Regions from separate parts of the Sus scrofa genome. Here regions 1 and 3 are each linked to region 2. A link is a contact called in public Hi-C and promoter capture Hi-C data. All regions are on one chromosome and are shown on one strand. Each heading gives the region's core, a stretch centred on a gene start, on an enhancer-like site or on the middle of the called end of the contact. The rest is flanking DNA. Distances are from core to core; before and after follow the strand shown.

What was found. Promoter capture Hi-C pulls out the DNA fragments that hold promoters and counts their contacts. A called contact is a pair of places that touch in the nucleus more often than the background predicts.
Region 1: a contact with region 2 is called in a Hi-C map of subcutaneous adipose tissue, with 4 times the contacts expected there. The contact joins the promoter of CDR2 here to the promoter of PDZD9 in region 2. A contact is called at or near these places in 2 of 47 Hi-C or Micro-C datasets (retroperitoneal adipose tissue and subcutaneous adipose tissue).
Region 3: a contact with region 2 is called in a promoter capture Hi-C map of fetal liver, with 4 times the contacts expected there. The contact joins the promoter of POLR3E here to the promoter of PDZD9 in region 2. A contact is called at or near these places in 2 of 5 promoter capture datasets (fetal liver and liver), 14 of 47 Hi-C or Micro-C datasets (alveolar macrophages, embryonic fibroblasts, epiblast stem cells and 9 more) and 1 of 2 datasets of contacts at active chromatin or transcription factors (alveolar macrophages).

What each region holds. Positions count from the first base shown.
Region 1 is chr3:23,795,103-23,799,002 of Sscrofa11.1, forward strand. It overlaps CDR2 (cerebellar degeneration-related protein 2), which reads left to right and starts at 1,701. Exons shown (of 5, transcript XM_021086479.1): 1 at 1,701-2,065. The coding sequence starts at 1,987.
Region 2 is chr3:24,173,230-24,177,530 of Sscrofa11.1, forward strand. It overlaps PDZD9 (PDZ domain-containing protein 9), which reads left to right and starts at 3,011. Exons shown (of 5, transcript XM_021086490.1): 1 at 3,011-3,633. It overlaps C3H16orf52, which reads right to left and starts at 2,932. Exons shown (of 3, transcript XM_021086492.1): 1 at 2,671-2,932. The coding sequence starts at 2,776.
Region 3 is chr3:23,878,916-23,883,049 of Sscrofa11.1, forward strand. POLR3E (DNA-directed RNA polymerase III subunit RPC5) reads right to left here and starts at 1,716. Exons shown (of 21, transcript XM_021086481.1): 1 at 1,566-1,716. It overlaps TRNAL-AAG (a tRNA gene), which reads right to left and starts at 1,947; the gene lies at 1,866-1,947.

The sequences.
Region 1 (3,900 bases), core at 451-2,950, 380 kb before region 2:
TTTGGAGTCAAAAACAAGCTTCTGCCATGGAGGAAAAAGTCAGCACTTTCAATCTTGCAGATTAGAGACTAAAAAACTGTCTCTTAGCGATCAGAGACATGTTTCTGCCCCTTCAGCTTCCACAAATCACCATCCACAAATCCTAAATCCAATCATCTCTCTTTCCAAAGAGCTCTATCCATAGTGACTTTTAAATTAAGATAGTTGAGTTTGGAGTTCCTGCGGTGGCTCAGTTGTTAACGAATCTCATTAGCAACCATGAGGACACAGGTTTGATCCCTGGCCTCCCTCAGGGAGTTAAGTATCCAGCATTGCCATCAGCTGTGTAGATCGAAGCTACAGCTCCGATTTGACCCCCAGCCTGGGAACCTCCATATGCCATGGGTGCAGCCCTAAAAAGACAAAATAAATAAATAAATTTTTTAGAAAGCAAAGAAAAAAAAAAAAGATAGTTGGGTGTGATTATTTTCTTTCGGCTAGGGACTAATTTCTCTACCAGAATATTGACAATTAGAGCAGTACAGGCTAGACTAGCTAGACGCACAACCTAGCTTCTGTCTTAGCCTAGCAATAAAAAATTTATCAGTAACATTTTACCTTTTAGCATATTTGGCTTCAGAAGAAAAGAATTTATCAGTTTACCATTTCTGCTTTTATTACTTCTAACACCGTAAGTCCTTCTACGTTTATTAGTGCGCATTCTACTTTAAGAGACAGCACCGTTGTCTGTCAGCTGTGCATTACCGTTACATCAAGGCTGAGAACACTGACCTTCTGGTCTGTAACCCTATTTTAAAATGTCTGTGTTTTGTCTGCACAATGCTGGTGAAATCCACAACCTACCGGCAGTTATTTATTTTGCTATTGTCTTTGGAGACGAGTGTTCACTGCTCTGCTGGCCATCTAGTGCTTCGACTGCATTCTCTGCAGGTGTTAACATTATGACTCCAGAGTCCTGTGATCTGTGAATCTTTTTAAAAGTATGCAAAAATGCCTGCAATTTCTTTCTTTCTTTTTTTTTTAAGGCTAAGTTACCGTCAACTGCACCGGTTCCTGTTTGTCCCCAGATACTCAAGTGGGTTTGAGGCTCACCGTTTCAGGGGGAGTGAGTACAATCCTCAGCTGATTGTACTCAGATATCAAGGAGAAAATAGCTAACAGCCCTAAACTTTCGACCGACCCTCAATTTCTCTGCGTAGAGGAGACCAAATCTGGGCGTGAAAAGACCAGCAGAGGCCGGCGGGACAGCGGATCTCAGGATCCCGGAACCCTTCACGCCGCCTGCCAGCAACTGCCTTATGCTCCGAGGCCAGACTCCCGCCCCTCACGCCCACGCAGCCAGTCCACTGGCCAGCGCGCCCGACACCCACCACAGTGGCCGCTGAGGCCGCCACATCCACACCTGTGTAACGCGAATACGCCCAGTAGCTACTCAAAGCAGAGAGGGGCGGGACCTTCGGCCGCACCCCTTCCCCTTTTCCCGCCTTCTTTGTTTCCCCCGGAGTTCCCATTGGCTGCTTGCCCTTGAAACCCGGCGAACCGCGGGACTGCAGTGAGACGGGATTGGACGATGTCGCTGCCGCTCGGCCGACATCCCTCTCGCGATTGGCTGAGGCGCCGCCGGGGGTTTGAATCGCAGCCCAGATCGGGGAGGGTTCTGCCAAAGTGCCACGTTGGGCCGGGCTGCGGCGTGAGGAGCCGGCTCTGGGCGCCGGCCGGGGCGCTAGCGCCTGGGCGCTGGCCGTTGGGACTCTTTGAGCTGCGCGAGGCGAGTCGGAAAGCCGGTCCGAGGCTTGCGCTGCGAGCCGCCCCGCGGCGGCAGCGGCGGCTAGCTGTGGTCGGACTGCGCGGCAGAGCCAGGGCGGCGGCGCGTCCCGCCCGAGGGCGGCTCTGGCCGAGGGCGGAGGGGCCGGCGGAAAGCCCGGGGCAGCGGCTGAGGCGGGCCGGCGGCGGCGGGGGCCGCTGCCCCCGGAAGAGCCGGCCGAGATGCTGGCGGAAAACCTGGTGGAGGAGTTTGAGATGAAGGAGGACGAGCCGTGGTACGACCACCAGGACCTCCAGCAAGGTGAGGGCGCGGTCGCCTGGCAGGGCCTGGCCGGGGCGCTGCCGGCTCACGGCTTCTCCCGCCGCGAAACTTAAAAAGTTGCTTTTCCTCGGGGCCAACAGATGCCAAGTGCAGGGAAGGTCTGGCGCTCACCTGGTGTTGGGACTGTCGCGCCTGCCCATCCCGCCCCGGGGAACTGCGCTGCGCGGGACTCGGGCTTCTGCGCAGGTACCAATATCAGCATCACCATCATCACCCCTCCTGCTAGCTGGGCGCCAGGCACCGTTTGACGCGCTTTCCCCAGATTAACTGATTTAATCCCCATGGCATTACTCGGAGCAGAGAGGGGAGCCCTTGCTGGGCTCAGGGGCCCCTGCTGCCTCTCCGCCTCCGGGAGAAAACACAGTCGGTGCCAAGTGTGAGCTGCTGCAGGTGGCAGGAACCTTGTCTAGCCCTTTTCACACATTCGATGGGCACCATAACTCCGCGAGAGAGTAACTTGTGTTATCCCCATTTTCCAGATGGGCAAAGCGGAGACTAACGCTGCCAAGTGCCTTCCTCCAGATTAAGTGGGGGAGAACGTATTTATGAAGCCACACACTCAGACTGGGGAGTCGTCGTAGCCTCTGCCCAAACCTTATCTCTTCACCACCTGTTTTACGGCTTTTTCAGTTGCGGGAAAATTTTTGCTTGTGTTCACCAGATGCAAGGGACATGACTTGAGGGCACTTCAGCGGTATTCCCCTTCCTTCAATTTGCACCCTTGCTTTCTAGTTAAAAACAGGTGTTCGTTTAAAACAGGCCCTAGCCTGTCTTGGATTTCTTGTCTCCAGAGAGACACCTTAGAGGGGCCTTCACTTTGGAGCCAATGCCAGTTTTTTGCCTCTTAATAGCAGGGACTTGCAACTGGGGAAGCTGTTGGTGTGCCAGACGCTAACAGGCCCCTTCACACAGGTGCTCGCTCATTTCGTAGGGCAGTGCTATGGCAAAGAAGTACTGAGTACTGCTGTTGGGGGAGCTAGGGTTCCACTCCAAACTCCAAAGTAAACTTTCTCAGCCCTCATCCTGGATGCTGAATACTCCTCAGGAGTTGTGGGTTTTTTGTTTTTTGTTTTTTTGTTTTTTTCTCCAGGCCTCTTCTGTTTCAGCAATGCTGTGCACATCAGCTTTTTCAGCTCTAAACTGGCACAAAAAATTAACACCTCATGTAGTTGACTATTAAATGACCGTGATTGTTTGTTCATGCTAACCATTGAACTTGGGGGCTGGGGAATATGGGCTTAAATGACTCATACTTAGAAAAGGAACATAAGGAGCTCTTTGGGAGGGGGGAGATAATTTCTTACATCAGTATGGAGTGGACAGTCGCAGGAGTTCACCGTTATGCTTATATAGTCGAAGCTCTTCAGTGGCTGCAGTGCATGCCGTATTTGCCATCATATTCACAAGGTCCACAAGGCACATTTGTCTTACATTTTAACCTGTTTTCAGAATTCCCCCTAAGGGTTGATGGCCTAGTTTGATACTTTCTCCAGGATTTATGAGGCAACCACTGTGCACTTGCAGCATTCCCCTATAATACATTCCGCAGTTCATCCTGTAATCAAAGCTAAGTATTTTTTTACTGTGTTTAGAAGGCGTAGATCTGTACAGGCTGGTAGGTTGGTTGGTTGGTTGGTTTGAATCTAGCATAATACTTAGCAGGTAGTAGAAGCTCATCCCGACACTCAAACAAGATCCCTGTTTTCATGGCTCTCTTCTCTCAGGTGCCTTAGCCCACACTGCCCTTTCGCCTTGTGGGAGGTCGTTAGGAACAGCTGATTGTCATACTTCAGTCTGCTGAGAAGCAGATGCCA
Region 2 (4,301 bases), core at 1,761-4,260:
GCACATGGAAGTTCCTAGGCTAGGGAGTGAATCCGAGCTGCAGCTGCAACCTGTACCACAGCTGTGGCAACACCAGATCCTTAACCTGCTGTGCCACAGAGGGAACTCCCTTACTATCTCTTCTTATTCCTCTTTTGAGACGGCAAAGGAAACTGTTAGGGAAAAAAAAATATCACTTCTATCCCACTTCTGCCACACATCACCACTGTCACCCTCTGGACTTTGTGCCCATAATCCCTTGTCCTTCCAGTTTGCTGAATCAATCACTCCCAGTCAAGTCTTCAACTCTATTGGGTCCAGGTTCGCTATTCCATTGACCATATACCATCTACTATTCAATGACCAATAATACATCAGCTCCTTTCTTTTTCACTTTTACCCCTTACCCAGCTGAGATTTCATAAGCCATCATTACAACGTTTTGACCAACGCCCCAAACACCTTTGTTCCTCTATCATTTTGCTGCACGTATCTAGCAAATCCCAACTCTGAATAAAGCCTTCTATCGGCTTTCACCACACACTGGTGCCAAAGTAGCTGAGCCACTACCAGACAAGGTCACCAAAACAGACGGGTTATTACACTGTATGTTGACAGCCGACTTCAAAGAGGTTTCCATGCTGCTAGCTAATCCTATGTCTCTGGTTGGCATGCTTTCTCTTGCAACTATTTATTTATTTCAAACAGTTTCTACTTCTTTCAAACCCTGAGCTTCTGTCCCTCTCATCACTGAGGCAACTCAGGGCTGATGACTTTGCCAAATTTGAAGGAGCCGTATTCATCCTCTGTGTGCTTTCTTTCAAATACATATCTTCCCAGGAATGTTATGCTATTCCTTAACTCTCTCTTCCCTCTCCCAACTGTATCTTTCCCATGGGCATTTCGTCTAGTTCGTTAAGTTGGGATTCCACTTGAAACTTCCTTACAGAAAGGATCTGCTCGAACAGTGAAATCTCTTTGTCCCTAAGTATGTAAAGTCCCAGAGAAAGTTATAAAAGGAGCCCCTGCACATATAATCAGGATGAAAACAACAGGTCAAGAACTGCACATCACACTTATTAACTGCAAACCAGTAGCAACAGTGACATCACGTATTTTATGTTTTACAGTTTAAAAAAGTTGAGATAGAATTGACATATAACATATAACACTGTGTATGTTTAGGGTGTACAAAGTGTCTATTTGATACATTTATATATTGCAATATTACCACTCTAGCATCAGCTAACACCTCCATAGGGCTATATAATAGTCATATATGCCTTGCAATTAAGAGCTCTTGCTAAGACTACATCGGCAAGGAAAGGAGAATTTTTTAGAGTGTTATTTTAATAACCAGTAAATCTGACAGTATGATTTTGTGTTACTAGGTCTAGATGGGGGAGAGACGGAGGAGGAAGCAACAAATGTCCCAGCCACAGTTTTTTTCAGGAGCTAAAAATATTGCAGGATAAATACAGACCCACAAGTAATACTTAAGAAGTTTGACAGCACAGTGATACACATTCTTACAACAAATTATTCACGGAGGGAGCCTGACATTCCCCACCCCCATTATTCCCTTCACCTGCACCGAACAAGCAGTTAGAAAACAGGCTCGTGCCTGTATTCCCATCAGCTCTCCTGGCAGCTGTTACATTAATTAAAGGTTTGGTCTCATAGGTCTGAGTGTGAGTGAGCGAGTGATTTTGCGTGTGTGTGTGGTAGGGGTGGTGGCCCAAGCTGAGAAAAATCCTGCAAGGGCATTCACCTGGGATACCCTTCAGAAAGATGTCTACCCTTTCCGGAGGGTGCTGCTGCCGACAGAGCTCTGTGGTGTCACAGCAGGCACTGCTGCTGGGTAGCCAGCAACTCGAATGTGTTATTTAATTCTGTAACTACTATTAGGAGCTCTAAAGCGTTTTGTGATGCGCTGGAATGAAAGAGGCCCCATAAAATGAAGTTTATTATTAGGATTATTACAGCTCGCGGGCCTAAAATAAAGCAAAATTCTAACCGCACAGGCTTCAAAGGGAAAATCGGAAGCCACATGCGTCTCAAACACTGCCTGTGGGCAGGGGCTGGTGGGGGCGCGGGTAAGGGCCCCCATCCCCCGCAACGCCCCCGGCTCTCCCCGCACCATTAACTCCGCACGGCCAGGACCTCTCAGCCGGCTGCCGCTTCCTGGGAGGTTGCAGGAGGGTGGTGTTCGGGGTCGGACCCGACACCTCCTGGCCTCCCACACCCCCAGGCTGCCCGCCTGGTTTCTGATTCCTTCACGATCGCCTCGGTTTCCCTCCATATCGGCTTCCTCTCATCGTGACTTTTTTTTAAAAATCCAAGACTAAGCTTGTTCCTCCGCGATCCCTCAGGTCGGCGCCTATTTCCCCTCACCCCTATTCCCGGGGCCGCCAGCCCAGCCCAGGGCTCCCCGCCACTCCGCCACTTTGCACTCAGCCCGGGGCGCCGATCCCCTCCGCCCGGGGGTTCGGCTCCCGACCGGCGCGTCTCTTCTCCATCCCCTCTGCCCCCCGGCCGCCCGGCCCGGCAGTCCCGGTCGCCTCCGCCCTCCTCTCCTCAGGCCGGCCCCCGCCTCGCACCCTCCAGCTCCGTCTTCTTCTCAGCCGGGTCTCCCCTCCCCTCCCTCCTCCCTCAGCCAATCCCCCGCCCGGCCCGCGCGCCGCCGCTCACCCGCGGACTCCCCGGTGTTGATCCAGTCCGGGTTGGCGATGCTGGCGATGGCGAAGATATCGGCGGCCAGAAAGAGACATCCTGAGATGATGGTCAGTTTATCCATCTCCCCGCCCCGCTCCCCCCACCCCCCGAGCCCCGGGCAGGCTGCGGCCTCACGCCTCCCGCCCCATGGGCCGCCGCCGGGGCCCGGAGACCCCGCGCCGCCGCCTCGCGCCCCCTCGGCCCCCGTGCGCTGCTCGCGCCCTCCGCGCGCCCGGGACCAGCAGCCGCGGCGCGGCCCGCACAGCCGGAACCGCCGCCCGCCCCGGAACTGCTCCGCCCGCCCGCCCCTCACCCGGAAGCGAAGTCGCGGCGCTGGCGAGACCGGCTCCGGCTCCCGGCCCGTGGCGACCCCGCTCTGTCCGCTTGTCCGCTCTGTCCGCTGTCCGCTCTGTCTGCTGCCCCGGCCCGCAGCCCCGACCCTCCCGCCTGCCCCGGACCCTGTGCCGTCGACCTCTGCTCCGCCGCCCGTCTCGCTGCCCTGGACGCGGCCCCGACCCAGGCCCCTGCCCCGCTCCCGCCCTTTCCGTCAGTCCACGCTCTTGCTAGTGATAGTAATATTGTCGTTGACAATGGCTGTGTGGTCACAAAAAGGCTTTTGAGCCATAGCTTTTTAAAAGGCAGACAGGAATGGGGGTCAGGGGGAGCCGCCGGTCTTAACAGCAGGAGGCGGCCCTGACTCCGCCGGCCCCCGAGTGAGTCGGTGACAAACCCATGTCACCTTGGGTGATCATTGCCTCTTCCGTGACTGTCAGACCTGGGACTGCCCCATTTAGGAAGTAACTATGGACAGCGCTGTAGGTGCCGGGCGTGCTGGAGTGGAGAGAACATGAGAGACAAGGTTCCTGCTCTCAGGAAGCCAGGAAGGAGCCTCCTGGTGGGGAAGAGAAAGAAACTAATACCCTGATCTTTAAAATAAAGGTAATGTCAGGTGTTGATCTAGAATTACATTGGGGATTAATCTGATGGGGGACTTGAGGGGCTGCAGTGCTGCTTGAGGATGGTCCGGGAAGATTTTAACACTGAGAACGCCAAGTTCATAAAGACCTGATGTAAGAAGATCTGGGCAAGAGTATTCCAGACAGAGGGGAAAAAAAGTGCCAAGAACGTTAGAGAAGTGGGCAAGGAAGAGGTTGGCCTGTTCAAGGAACCGCAAAATTGGTCTCTGTGACTGGTGAGTGGTATGAGAAGACAGAGGTAGGCAGAGATCAGATACAGGACTTTGAGAGACAGGATAAAAGAGTTCGGATTTTGTTCTAAAGGCAACCGGGAGGCACTGGAGAATTTAAAGCTGGAGCGTGACAAGGTCTTATTTAATTTGTAAAGAGTGTAGATTGTAGGGGGGAGGGGCAAGAATGAAAGCAGGGATACCAGTTAAGAGGCACAGGGGTCCAGGAGAGAAATAAAGCTTTAACTAGGATGAGCATAGTGACGATTGGGGGAAATTGGCAGTCTTGGATATTTTGTAGGCAGAGGGATGGATTTGCTGATGAGTTAGGGGAAGGGTTAAAAGAAAGAGAGGACTTAGGGATGACTCCTAAATTCTTGGCCTGAGTAACTAGGTGTTGGACGATACTATTTAGGGAGGT
Region 3 (4,134 bases), core at 466-2,965, 300 kb before region 2:
CTGCAAATAATCTCCAGCTCCTAGAGGGAGTGAGATAGGGTGAGGACAAGATGCTTCGGAGTTAAGGGGAAAGGCCCCTGGGCAAATAGTCTCAAGGTCCGGGTTCTTATTGGCTGTGTGCCCCTCCACACGTTCCCCCCCTCTTTGGGTCATCCCTTTCCACTTCCATTCAAGGGAAGGATAGCCTAGGGGCTAGAAGAATTACCTCTTAAAACTAGAGTCAGACCCTCCCTTCTCCAAGAACTTAAAATACATATTCCCATTTCTCTGCTCAATAGCCCTTTAAATCAAGATTTACCATCTCCAATTAAGAAAGCAGAAAACAAAGTTCAGAGTGTTAACTTACCCCAGGGTCACAGTGCTGGAGAACGGCAGAGCTAGGACACAAACCTAGGTCTAGCTGATGGCAAAAGATCCTTATTCTGGTTCTTAACTACTATGCTGCAGGCATCTTTAACAAAAAGCAGGATAGTACGGTGGGTAAGAGCATGGACTCTGAGGCAGAACTCTGTAAGTTCAAATCCCAGGTCTGCTGCTCGCTACCCTTGTCCCACCTGGAGCTGTTTGATCTTAGGACTGCTCGTTATTTTCATCCCTAAAATGGGGATAACAAAAGTACCGACCTCAGAGGACTGTGGTGAGGGTTAAATAAGGTATAAATGTAAGCCAAGGACAGGTTTGTTACAACTTGGCACATTTTCTTCCAATATAAAAGGGTAGGAGATCTAGCCAGGAATCAAAATGCTGTAAGCTGGGGCTTCTCCCGCCTTACCCTACTTAGTCCTCACCACAACCCTATGAGGTGGGGAATTCTGTTATCCCCATTTCACAGATAAAGAAATTGTGAAGCTTGCTAAGAGCTCTTTCTGCCCCCAAGCCCCAACGATTCTAAAGCTAACACAACAGAGCGACCTTGTTTATTTATTTACTGGTTTACTTGACGTGCTTACTGACACCTCTTCCGACCAAATGGTCAGGGCTGTATCAGCCGCCCGTAGTTGGTTTTCAATTAGCCCTGAGTGGTGGCTGGAATAAATGAATGAAGAAATCCGGGCCTGGCCGCGCGGAGGCTGCTCTGGTTCAGCAGCCAGGAGAGGGCCTGGGTATCCTCCCCCTGCCCATCAGGGCGGGCCGCCGGCCCCGAGCCACACTGTCCAATGGGTTTCGCCTCCCTCGCGGGTGGTCAGGCCCCCTTCTCACGCCCACCACGCAGCCATCGCTACGAGCCGCCACGCCGGCAGGTCACCGGCTGCCTTCGGACAGGTGCTCCCATAAGGAGGCCCGCCTGAGCCGGGCGGGGCAAGGCGGCTGGCCCCTGAGTCACCGCCGGCAGCCTCGGCCGCGGCCTCACCAACCACCGGGCCCAGCCGAGGTCGAAGCCCGCGGCCGGCCCAGGTCGACTGAGGCAGGTTGCCCGTCCTTCCCCCACCGAGTCCCGAGCGGCCCCCGGCCTCTGGGCACCGCGCGGCGCGGGCCTCCCGGCCTACTCCGCAGCCCAGCCCAGGCCCACCTCCTGAGTGCGGCCCGGCTCCAGCCCGGGCAGGCGCAGCCCACTCGGCACTCACCTCTCCGCGGGGCCCGCAGGCGGGCGGCTGCAACGGCCCAGGTACCCGCGGGCTGCAGAGGCGGCGGCGGCCCGGCTCTTCTCTCAGGCAGCGGCCATGTTGCCGGTGGAGAAACTCGGGCGGACACGTGGGGGGAGCAGGGCCAGCCCTCGCGCTTCCTTTTACCCACAATGCCCCGCCCCGGCGCACGCGGACCCGCCCCCCTCCGCCGCTCCATTCATGAGGTGAGCCAGCCCTTCCCGGCAGCAGGGGGCGCTGATGCTGGCGCAAAACAGCTGCAAACCGTCAAAAGATTGACCTTGGCAGCGGTGGGATTCGAACCCACGCCCCCGAAGAGACTGGAGCCTTAATCCAGCGCCTTAGACCGCTCGGCCACGCTACCCGGTTATGCAAAGTGCCTTCCAGAAAACTACTTCATACGTTTATGTGCATTTGCGTGTACGTTTCTTCTTCCGCTTAAGTGCTTTACTTCATCTTAATAGAACTATTTAGAATATACCAGGTACAGAAAATAAAATATTTCCTCTAATATTTAGACCAGTCTTGTTCCGAACCGATCTTAGAATGAAAAGCAGTTTAAGAATCTGTATTCTTAGTGGGCATTAAACCCGGAGACCCTAAATTAACCCACACGGAAGACATCATGGACTTCAGCAGTAACCTGCGCCAGGGGCTCCAAAAGCCAAACCAGGGGGATTTTCGAGTGGGCCGTTTTCTCTAAAAGCTCAGGTGTTTTCATTTTTAGTTACACAAGTTTTATGTGGGTTATTGCAAAATATTAAAATTTTTCAGACGAAGTACCAATGTTCTTTTACCTTTGTCCCCCATTGAAGTCCCTCCACTTAGTACACTGTGTATCCTTCTGGATCTTTTGCTGTGAATTTATATGGATATATACGGATATATTCATATGGATAGATATATCCATGGAGAGTGTTTCGTTTTTATCATTGTGGATTTTTACATGAATATAAATATTATTATACTATGATTATCTGCAGCTGACTTTTTTCACCCCACTATGTTTCTTAAATATCTATCCAGGTTGATACATATATAGATATTTAAAAATACAGAAAAAGCGCAAAGAAAAAACAATTATCCATACACCCACCACCTAACGTTGTGGCATTTCACTTTCAATTTTTTTCCTATGTATACTTTTTTCCCTACCTATATGCTTTTGTTATTAAAAGTACGAATATGTTGTCCTTTAAAAAATCCATTAAAAATATTAGACCATTACAAATAAAAATGGACTATTACAAATAAAAATAAAAGCCTCTTCCCAAATGTCATGAATTTGATGCGTATCCTTCCAGTCCACTTCTCATACTTTTCTATCCACCTGTCCACCCCTGTGTACATATACCCAGGAACAATATATACTATGATTTTTTGCTTTTCATTTATGTAAACCTTACTATATTGTACTTATATCATTCTGCCACTTGCTTTTCTACTCTAGTTATGTTTTTTCTATTTATTTTTGACAGATGTAGATCTAATTTATTCCATGCTATGAATATGGAATTTACGTTGTTTATATTAAGTTGTTAAATTCAAGTTTCTGGTAAATATCCAGTTGGCACACACCCTAATATTTGGGCAGTTCATATTCCTCCTTCTCTTCAGTTCCTCTTCAACCCTTTTTTTCCTCCCTTCATGTTAAGTATTGATATGCAAAGATTTCATTGTCCTGGGAGAGTTTGTTAAAGGAATCTTTTAAAAAATACAGAAAAAGCCATCTATCTAGACCAGAGCAGGCACAAAGAGCAGAGCAGGGATCAAAGCTAAATGAGGAATAGTCCTTGAGATCAAGGAAAACATTGATCCAGGCAGAATGTTATAGTATCAGGAGAGACTGTATTTGTTTTTCACTTGTGCGCTGGGTTTTCCAAAAGGAGGACAATTGGGGGAATCTCTGCCTGATCCCTCTTTTCCAGGAATTGCCTGACCAGCCCAGAGTCTATCCAAAGTCGGTCCCCAGGCAGCCACCTTTGTGCTCTGGTCCCTTCTTCCACACCATGTCCCAGGGGCTCAATGGTAAATATTGGACGGGGGTTGGGTCATTCAGATTCTCAATCTGAACTGAGACAAGATGAGTTCCTGATTTATTTTGACTGTGTTAAGGGTTGGAGTTAGTCTCTGAGATTGACTGGAACTAGGGAGAAAGTGGGAGTTGGGGTGGCCGTATTCTGTGAGATGGACTAGAGAAACAGAGGAAGCCAGTGTACGTAAAAAGAATGATAAAAATGAGAAGAAGAGCAGAGGATCATAGAGAAATCCTGATGGTGTTGTGGCTCCCATCTCAAGATTCTTCCCAGAGCCCAGGAGATTTCATGTTCTTCAGAGACATCCCTTTATCATGGTAATGAAGTCCTCTTTTCTGCTAAAGCTAAGGCTATTGGGTCAATTGGACCAAAGACCCTCAAAAAATAAAGTTTAAATTTAAAAAAAGAACATCAATTGCATGATAATGGCTCAAATACAGCTAAAGATATTTCTGCCAGAATATTCTGGAGCAATTCAGCTCTGTGCCTACCCAAACGTACTCAACCGAATGCTT